Regions from separate parts of the Mus musculus genome. Here regions 1 and 3 are each linked to region 2. The links are chromatin contacts, called in public Hi-C and HiChIP or PLAC-seq maps. All regions are on one chromosome and are shown on one strand. Each heading gives the region's core, a stretch centred on a gene start, on an enhancer-like site or on the middle of the called end of the contact. The rest is flanking DNA. Distances are from core to core; before and after follow the strand shown. Region 1 holds the start of Btla (B and T lymphocyte associated). Region 2 has its middle 59 kb from the start of Btla. Region 3 has its middle 32 kb from the start of Gm30636.

Region 1 (3,035 bases), core at 465-2,964, 59 kb after region 2:
TGAGACATTAATAACAAAGCATGAAGTCAGAGCTAGACATAAGTAAAATGTTCTAGTCAAAACACAGTGACTACAGCTAATTATTTTAAAATTAAGATCTGGTAAATTTAAAATGATAAGTATGTAAGGTCATAGGCAAGTTAGCTCAATTGATTTAAACATTCTACAATGTATGCCTGCATTATAATCTTACTTCATAACTAAATATCTATAGCATTTGGCGATTTTTAAAACTAGATCTACTTAAGGTTTTAATGTTAAACCTAAGTTCTCATTTAATTGGATTTTATCAAAGGTACTGAAGGAAAAAACTATTGGCAAAGGTCACCATTAACATTTATCAAGCTTTAATTGCATCTACTTACCATAGCTAGGCACTATAGGTATAAGAAAAGGCCAACTGCTAGGTATAATTATATATTTTTTAATGAAGAAAGGAAAACTAAGAAAGGAGAAGAAACTTAACTGAGTTCATAATGTAAGTAGCAGAGGGAATAAATACTCCCACCTGATAACCAAGTTTCTGTGCGTAATAAATACCAGATTATAACATACTGGGTAGAAGAATATAATGCGAATTACAACCCCAATTGTGCTATAAAATTAAAAATATTTCCTTTGTTTCACAGAGTCCAGTCTGCAAGAGGTCCCTTAGAATTAAATAGAATTAATATTTGACTCCTCTTGTCTTTCAGAGGTGGGTAATAATAAACAAGGGCTTGAATGACTAAGAAGAAGTTCTACTCTGCTCTTGGCTAGGTGGTCTTGTGACATCAGATCATTGAATCCTAAACCTCACAGTTCCAGATTTCAAGATGACATTCCACAGGACCTCAGTGGTTCTATTTTTCAATCCAACACGAATGTGCCCAGTTGCTACACGTGTGATGGTGGAAGATAAATAACCCAAGGATCCCAAGCATTACAGACCTTGTCTTCATAAACTATGGAGAATTGTTTCCTATTTTCAGTTGGCGACCATTCACAAATCATCCTGTCCAGACAAACTAAAGCGACACTCATGATTTACTCTTCAGCCTCACATCGAGAAGCCTGCTTAGTACTCTCATAGTACACCCCACAGTATTCTCATAGTATACCCCACAGAAAGAAGGAGGCAGTCTATTTAGATTGAACATTATTTGAGTGTAACCATGGCCACAGCTATAACCACAAGTATCCAAAAGCTTTCCCACCCCAGTAAGCACTACAACATCCTGCTGACATCTGATACCAAGACATGAACGTAACAAGTCTTTTCTGTTAGCATGGCAGCCACAGAGAGTTTTGTAATAGTGACAAATCTGTACTGACACATTTATAACATCTGCTCAAATCTCTTCACTTACCATCAGGACCTGGTTTTAGGAAACTTAGCTCCAGCTATGGATCAGTTTTTGCTCTGTAGCCAGGTGAGTAGCATGTCCTAACTTCACTCACATCCTGGAGCGTTTTCAAGAAGCAAAAGGGACTCATCACTCTGAGCTATATATGCCCTGGACATGAACATCCCTCTCCACAGAGCAAGCTCAACTATCACTGACAGGAACCCCGAGGAAGAAAACCAGCTTTCTTAGTAGGTCCCTTACCATTCCTCTTAGTAGCTTTCTCACAAAGGATGCTCCAGAGGCCCAGATGGAGGATGAAGAATTCCCTAAATAACCGAGGAGTCCCAAGCATGGCAGGCACTGTCTTCATTCCCAGCACGTGTCAGGTAAGGGCAAACTTCCTCTTCCTCCCTAGAGATCTTCAGAGCTGGGTCACGTTATTCACACTAGCAGCATCTTAGGCCAAAATAAATTAATTAATTTAAATCAAATCAGGAGACCTGGTGGGAGAGGACAGTGTGAGTAGTCCGAAGGATTTGTGAGAGCAAGAGGCCCTGCTGTGGTTTTGTTTCTGATCCGACCTGCTGTTCTCTTTCAAGCCCTCTGATGTGCAAAGCAGCTGGCTCCTTGCTTCCGCTCTGCCACCATTCTTGCATAACCTTGAGGTTTTTCTCAAAGTGAACAATTAAACTTAAAAAAAAAAAGATCTAAATTGTTACAGTCTTTAGGTTTAGATTCTGATCAAATCAGGGTCAGGAAATTCATACAAAAAGTACCTATGGTAAGCATATATTTCCCCTTTTTATAGTTTGTGATTATGATACTTCATCAGTGTAATGTATCTTACAACCCTCCCCCCATGCTCCCATAAAGGCACAGTAAGATGAGAATGTTCCTTGTCATGAAACCAATGAAGACTTATCTGACGTTATGGAGAAAATGACTGACAGGGTGCATTTCATCAACAGAAGAGGGAAGGGCCTCCTTCTTCAGTCTGTAGATGCCTATCAACGGAATACATGCTTGCCGTTAGTACTAGCTACACGATCTTCCTAAATATTAAAGTTCTAAGCAAAATGAGCACTTGAGTGCCAATTAGAGGAAACTTTCATTTTCCGCATGCTTTATGTGGTTGTTGTCGAGATGAAGCAGTAAAGTAAGAAATGGAAAAAGTTCAAAATTGGATAGCTCAGGGTTGCTGAGGGGCTGTGGGCACGCAGCCCACGTTCAATCACTAGCTTATAACAACAGGAATTTGGTAATTCCAAATGGAGAGGTGGCACCTGTGCAGTTTAACTCATTGAATGAAATTGAGAAATCTTTCCCTCAGAGGCTAATGGTACCCTTCCAAGGCCAAACTCCATTTAGGGTACCTATTGCATATTTGTCCAGATAAGCCACAGTGGCTGGAATACCAACATGAGTGAACGCCGCTCCAGAATTTAAGGAACTCAGCCAATCCATGCTGATGCTCACGCACCCCTGGTACGCCAGATGATACAGGTAGTCTGCAGAGCTCCTAGAATCTGCACTGTTGACCAAGGAAGCACCCTGCTTATGGTTCATTTTATACAACTCATCCCCCTTCCTTGCTCAGAATGGGGTGCAAAACTCCTGTTGGCAGTAGAAACAAGGCTCAATGTACCTCTAAAATAGCCTAAGAGGTTTCGAAGAAAAGCCTTGAATCACCACCCATCCTAAAGCTCG
Region 2 (2,983 bases), core at 288-2,787:
CTGTCAGGCTTCAAACTCAGGGAAGGCCAAGTTTTTTGTTGTTGTTGTTTTTTTTGTTGTTTTTTTTTTAAAGACTAAAGCCTAGTTGTTGGCAGAATTCTGTCTTCAGGAGAAATTCCATCCTACTTTGTTTTATTTTTATTTGTATACAAATGCTTATAGTACCTTTATTGATAATAGCTCCAACATGAAAACCATCTAAATTTCTAGCAATTGTTGACCTGGTTAGCAGATTGAGGTCCATCCGTGCAACAGAATACTGTACAACAATAAAAAGATGGAAATTATTAGTAAGGGAAGCATCAAAATATTTCAAAAATAATTATAGAGAGTGCAAGAAGATAAAAGGAGTCCCCATTCTATTTAGGTTTCCAACAAACTAGATGAAACCTACCCACATACAGAGAATAATAATATATGTTAATTCCACTTGAGAATGCCTTTGTTGACAACCTAGAATGATGTTTGACTATGTATTTGGTTACTGTGGCCAATTCAACCTGATTCATAAAATTAGCCACCATGTTGTACCAATCCCTCTCAAATCTGCCAGGCTTGCTGGTCCTTTCCTTTCTTGTATTTCACAGTATATTTTCTCTGGTTCTAAAGCTGTGCCATTGTTCACTATTAATTTCTTCACTTACTTCATTTCATTCCTATTTGTAAATAGTACCATTTGCTTTAATGTATTTTACACATCAACCTCATCTTCCCTTGAATTCATGGGACAATCTAATTTTGTATGTTTGTCTCCCTGTACTGACTTTTAGTCATATTTCCACTCAAGGTAATATCAATGAAATGTAATAATGACTGAGCTATTACCAACTCATTGAACATCACACCACACCTAAATGAGTTGCATGATATCCCCAGGTTATCACACATTACTAATTTGGATAGATAGTAAGATGCTTGGAAGATAATTCAGTGTTTTTCCACCCCAGGAGTTTTAAATATGAGTGGATTTCATTGTTTTAGGAGTTTAGGGTTTCTTTAAAATAAATTGAATAAATTAAAGAGAATCTTCTACTTCACTAAGCAATTCAAATGATTAACTGACTGTAAGCACCCTCAGTTTGTGTTTATTACTTTGGTCATTTATTTTTCTTACTTGAACCTCTACTAGTCAAGTTCCAATCTCTGTCCTTGTCTGTCTCTTTCTCTGTCTATCTCTCTCTTACACACACACACACACACACACACACACACACACACACACACACACACACACACACACACACACACATGTGAGAAAGAGAAAAAGAAAGTTGATTGAACTCAACTAACTCTACTCTTGAGACCCCAAAGCAGTTCATTCCATAAAGTTGGTGCTGTTAAAAGAAAATCACAGATGTCAGAATGATGAGGATAGAACTTTATTCAACAACTATCTCAATAGGGAAGAAGAGCACATGTAATAGAACTCTGCTTCTCCCTGAAAAAAAAGGCTGGTGAATGTTACAATGCTAACTTAACACTAAAGGGATCTCGGCATGTTAGGGAAATTTTGTTCCACATGACAAGGCCATCTGGTTCACTGGTACTTACCCTAGAGGGCAAACTTCCTCAATTCTTTACATCTGTGAGCAGTGGTGGAGCCAGAGTAAGGTGGTCTTAAAGCTGAAGTTTGGCCCTTACCCTCTTTGGGGGCTGGAAAGAGAAAAGGGGAGTTGCTGCCCTCTTGTGTCTATTGCTTGGCTAGGGCTATTAGACTAAAGTGTCAAACAAAGAGTGAGCTAAACAAAACAGTGGAATTTCATTTCTCAGTTAAATGAGATCTGGTACATACAAGGTGGTATAACCATAGACATCTTCCATACTTCTGCCAACTAGAATTCCAAGATTGGGGGTCTACTGATTTAGAGTCTGGTTCAAGCTGTCTTCCTGGCTTTCCAATAGCAGTCTTCTCATCCTGTGCTCACATGGACTTCCCCAGAGTGTGAGAACTGAGAAATCCAGATTTCCTACCAACCAAGATCCTTCTCTAATGAACTTATGTGACTTACAATATTTCCTCAGCAGGCTTATCTTCAAATGTCACCACACAGGAGCCAGTGCAAAGCTTCTTAAGCCTTTCCATTTGACATTTTTTTTTTGGTCTGAGAAAATTTTATGTAACTCCAGATGCACAGATATATAAAATAGACATACAAACCAAGTATTCACTGGTAATAATTCATAAAGAAAATGATTTTAAAACAATTCCTTGCGTGCATACAGTTTTACCATTCATTAAAAACAAAAGTAAGCTTGCATCGTAGTGAAAGGAACATGCTTGTTTGTTTTTACACAAATAATTAAAACGTGGCTGCACATTTAATACTGCAGGACATGGAGCATCTTCAACATTCCTCAAGTCTATGAATCATCAGTCATGTTGATAGCACTACTTCCCATGAATACATGGTAAAAGATATGAAGGATGTTACATGGTAAAAGATATGAAGGATGTTTAGGGTCACTTTAAAAGTTATTGCAAATTCTGCTCTAGTCCTAAGCTAAATTTTATTTATTGATTTTTTTTTGGTGAAACTCAAGTCAGTAATTCAAGCAATGATTTTTGGATATGTATTTATGTATACATATATACAAATATACATATATCACATATACACATATATACATATATATATTTAGATAGCCAAATGAAAATACTGTCATTAAGTCATGACATTTCTATGAGAGTGAAAGACTTTATATGTAAATTACAATAGAAAACATTGTAATTTATAACATACAGTAGTCTGTAATTAGCTCTCCTTGGCATGATCAGCTGGACACATGCACGCACAGTGCACTGTTTATGTTGTGTGTTCAGAGGCAAGATTCAAATGAACTTCTAAAGTGCATCCTGAGTTAGCGCAGCCAGAAACACCTTGGATTTATTATGCAATTAATTTTGAATTCATCTTGAGAACTCAGAAACATTTAACTGTAGCCAAGATTTTGCATCCTCCACATTCTGTGTATACAAGCCCAG
Region 3 (3,190 bases), core at 164-2,663, 47 kb before region 2:
CCTCAGCTACTACAGATGCTACAATCAGAGGCAATACCTGACTGAGTTATTGATAGTCAACTGCTATTCTCCACAATCCATATGTCTTCTGTGCTGTCTAGATAGAAAAGTTAAGGGGACATGGTGGGAACCACGACTCGTGCATCTTTCAAGTCCTTGGTAGTGGTGCTCATTTCTGTAACTCCTAAAAGGATGCAACACTGTTTTTGATTCACTATTTTCCTTGGCACGGGGAACTCTAAAGGCTTCCATTTAGCCTTTCCAACCATAATAGCTCTCATTCCCCAGTCAGAAAACCAATGGGAGAAGTCTGCCAACATCTAAATATATCTATCCCAATTATACATTCTGGGATTGGGGGAAAAAAAAACCCACCACCACAGGATGAATTTGAGGACATGCTGGCCCTACTATGTATAGGACATGGGCCAAACTTCCATTAATCACCTGACCTCCAAAAGCTCCTATTTAACTGGAAGGCCACTGTGTTTCTCGGGATCTCCTGGGAAAAGCGTTAATTCAGGACTAGCATCCAACAGACCCTGAAAAGTCTGATTGTTTTCATTCCCCTGGTGTACAGTTACTTTTGTAAAAGGCTGTATTTCCCTCTGGGGAAGGACTGGAGAAAGGCTAATGGTCAAACTTTTAAGTATTTTATCAATATCCTTCCTTGGGGGAATCTGGCCACCCTTTCTCTCACGGAATTCTGGGTCTGCAAACCAAGGCTCAAGGGTAGAAATTAATTCACGAGCCTAGGCTACAACATGAGACCCCATCTAAAATAAGTAAACAAAATAAATAAATAAAACTTGCCGAACTGAAAAACCAGCAACTATTTTAGAAGTCTCTTCTCAGGCTCACTTCCTCATTTCATAATAAGAGCCCTCAGAAATGTTACTTCTGAAATTATGCCAGACCTAGAAAAGCAATAAATCTCTATTATATAATTAAGACATCTCATATTAAGGATGAACATGGACTATTACATCTATTCTTGTTTAATATTAGGAAACTGAGGTTCAGAGAGATGTTAGATTGACTTTCCGTGTAGCCCATAGCAACCTGAGATACTAATCCTGTTGGCCCACCCTTCAGTACAGCACCTAAAGTGTATGTAGACGAATGTTTTGAAGTATCTTAACTTATGCCTTCCTTTTCCCATGTAGAAAAACATCCTGACTTTTTGACCTAATAAAAGGAAAAACCATGACTGATCTTGGGACCAGAATGAAGCAATCCTTCATTGTGGGCTTTCCCACAAGTGCTCACTCTTCGCTCATTCATTATTCACTGGTTTCAAATATTAAGGTTTTGAGATCTTGTTCTTCCAGAGAACCTGGGTTTGAGGCCAAGCAACCCTGTGGTGGGTCAGCATTGTTTATAACTCTTGTTCCAGGGAATCCTATGCCCTCTTCTGGATTCTGAGGGTACTTCATGAATGCAGGTAAAACATCAAAACACATAATTGTTTTAAAAGTAGAAATGTTAAAAAAAAATAGATCAATTCCTTTCGAATGCAGTTGGGCTGATGCTCATGAGACTGAATTAGTGATTGCTAAGCTGGATTCTGACGAAGCTTGGGCATCTTCACTTGGGTTTCCTAGCATGAATTAAGTCTATGCTCTTGATGATCCCAACTTTGAACATTGTAGGATACAACAAGCTTATTCTTAAAAATGACCCAGCTTCAGGTATTTTCTTATAATAACAGAGATCAGAGTAGGACTGTGGGAGAACTCTGCTATTCAGGTCACAATCTCCTGTGTCTGGATGGCTTTCTGAGTTTGGTGCAAAATGAAGGGCTCACTTTCTCAACAGGGCTTCCTTTTCTCTGCCTGACTGTCTGGAGAGTGTCCCTGAACACAGGTGGCTGGCCTTGTCTGCAAAATGACCTTGTGCAGAGCTCTCTGCAGGGGCTGCACAAGTCAGAGCACAAGTCCCTTTCTGGCTTCTTGCCCACATGATAATTATATGCTGTGACCAACCAGCCCTTAGGACATAGGGCATTAAGCCAGGGGTCACTGCAGACCTCTACATTTGAAAGCGAGTTAATAGTGTTGAAGTAGTCCAGCTTTGCTTGAAAATAAAGGAAACTGTGAGACTCCCCACCCAACTGCATGAAACTGGACACTATCTGTCCCACTGCACCAACAAGGCTGGCACTTTCCAGGAGTTAGAAGTTCAGAATCTCAGGTTTTACCAGGGATTCAAATACACCTCTGTCTACGTGGTCTATAGTTCACCAAGTACTCTAGATGTCTGGTAGGCACAGTCAAATTTGAAAAGCCCTAAATAAAAATAAACTTAAGAACACCGTGTTCTAAGCAGCAGCTTTCTATCTTTGTGATGCATAATAGAGTTGTCTCTATGAATCCTTTTATTAATAACACTCAAGTTTATGAGGAAATTGAATTCAGCAAACTTTATTGTTTGATTTCCTTGGGAATAAACCATTCTATTTTTAAAAGAGTAGGAAAGTTCCTAATCAGATTTCTACCGTTCCCACCAACGGTTTTGCTATTGTTGTTGTTACCATCCAAGGCTGTGCAGAAATGCATCTCAGGGTGGACTGTGCAGAAACTTAGAGGTCACTATAACTATAGTTATAAAGGGAGGGATGGCTACTTTTTGATCTGACAGTAGATCTTAGGGGTCACCCATGTGGAACTGGTTTTGCAAGAAGGTAAGAGTTATAAGGGCATAAATGCTGCATCAAGATTCTAGAGAAAATCCTGGGAAGTAGACAGCATGTAACATAGTCAAATTCCCCACTGGGCCTTTGGACAAACTGTGCTGCTGTTCTTGGCCCTCTGGAAATTTCATAAGCACATATGCCATACCAAGTTATAATGATGCCAGTGTGGCCTCTGGGTCCCAGCCCTTTAAGCATCAACATGATTACCTCCATGAATAGCCACTGGTTGTGAATCAAGAGCTGTACCCCTAGAACCTGACACCCTGGCTTTGCTTTCATTTCTCTTCAGTGTCATGATGACCCTGGCTGATTTACCGTTACCGCAACTTCTGGCATGTTGAATTCATTGTTTAAATGCTCCAGGACATCACTACCCTGACTAATGTTGTTCTAAGAACTAGACAAAAAACACAAGCAGACATTGGGTACATTGTATTCTTATGCCAGGGGCCAGATGCAGAATTCAAAAACATCTAGAAAACACAGGGTTAATGG

What was found. A called contact is a pair of places that touch in the nucleus more often than the background predicts. HiChIP or PLAC-seq counts read pairs in DNA pulled down with a chosen protein or histone mark.
Region 1: a contact with region 2 is called in an H3K27ac HiChIP or PLAC-seq map of bone marrow-derived dendritic cells, with 2.7 times the contacts expected there. The contact joins the promoter of Btla here to the enhancer-like site in region 2. A contact is called at or near these places in 2 of 39 promoter capture datasets (embryonic stem cells and macrophages), 3 of 484 Hi-C or Micro-C datasets (B cells, bone marrow-derived dendritic cells and psoas muscle), 4 of 115 datasets of contacts at active chromatin or transcription factors (CD8 T cells, bone marrow-derived dendritic cells, embryonic stem cells and 1 more) and 2 of 9 other capture datasets (adipose tissue and liver).
Region 3: a contact with region 2 is called in a Hi-C map of muscle stem cells, with 2.9 times the contacts expected there. The contact joins two enhancer-like sites. A contact is called at or near these places in 1 of 15 datasets of contacts at CTCF or cohesin (the NIH/3T3 cell line), 8 of 484 Hi-C or Micro-C datasets (the CH12 cell line, Sertoli cells, bone marrow-derived dendritic cells and 5 more) and 1 of 115 datasets of contacts at active chromatin or transcription factors (CD8 T cells).

The regions. Positions count from the first base shown.
Region 1 is chr16:45,223,016-45,226,050 of GRCm38.p6, reverse strand. Btla (B and T lymphocyte associated) reads right to left here and starts at 1,714. Exons shown (of 6, transcript NM_001037719.2): 1 at 1,590-1,714. The coding sequence starts at 1,698.
Region 2 is chr16:45,281,880-45,284,862 of GRCm38.p6, reverse strand. No RefSeq gene overlaps it. Among named protein-coding and RNA genes, the nearest start is that of Btla, 59 kb to the right of the region's middle. Within about 2 kb of position 1,537, at least 24 of the 459 cell types and tissues checked have an H3K27ac peak or open chromatin away from gene starts, as enhancers often do. A contact at or near this core is called in B cells, adipose tissue, bone marrow-derived dendritic cells and 1 more, where this site is marked.
Region 3 is chr16:45,328,649-45,331,838 of GRCm38.p6, reverse strand. No RefSeq gene overlaps it. Among named protein-coding and RNA genes, the nearest start is that of Gm30636, 32 kb to the left of the region's middle. Within about 2 kb of position 1,413, at least 28 of the 459 cell types and tissues checked have an H3K27ac peak or open chromatin away from gene starts, as enhancers often do. A contact at or near this core is called in muscle stem cells, where this site is marked.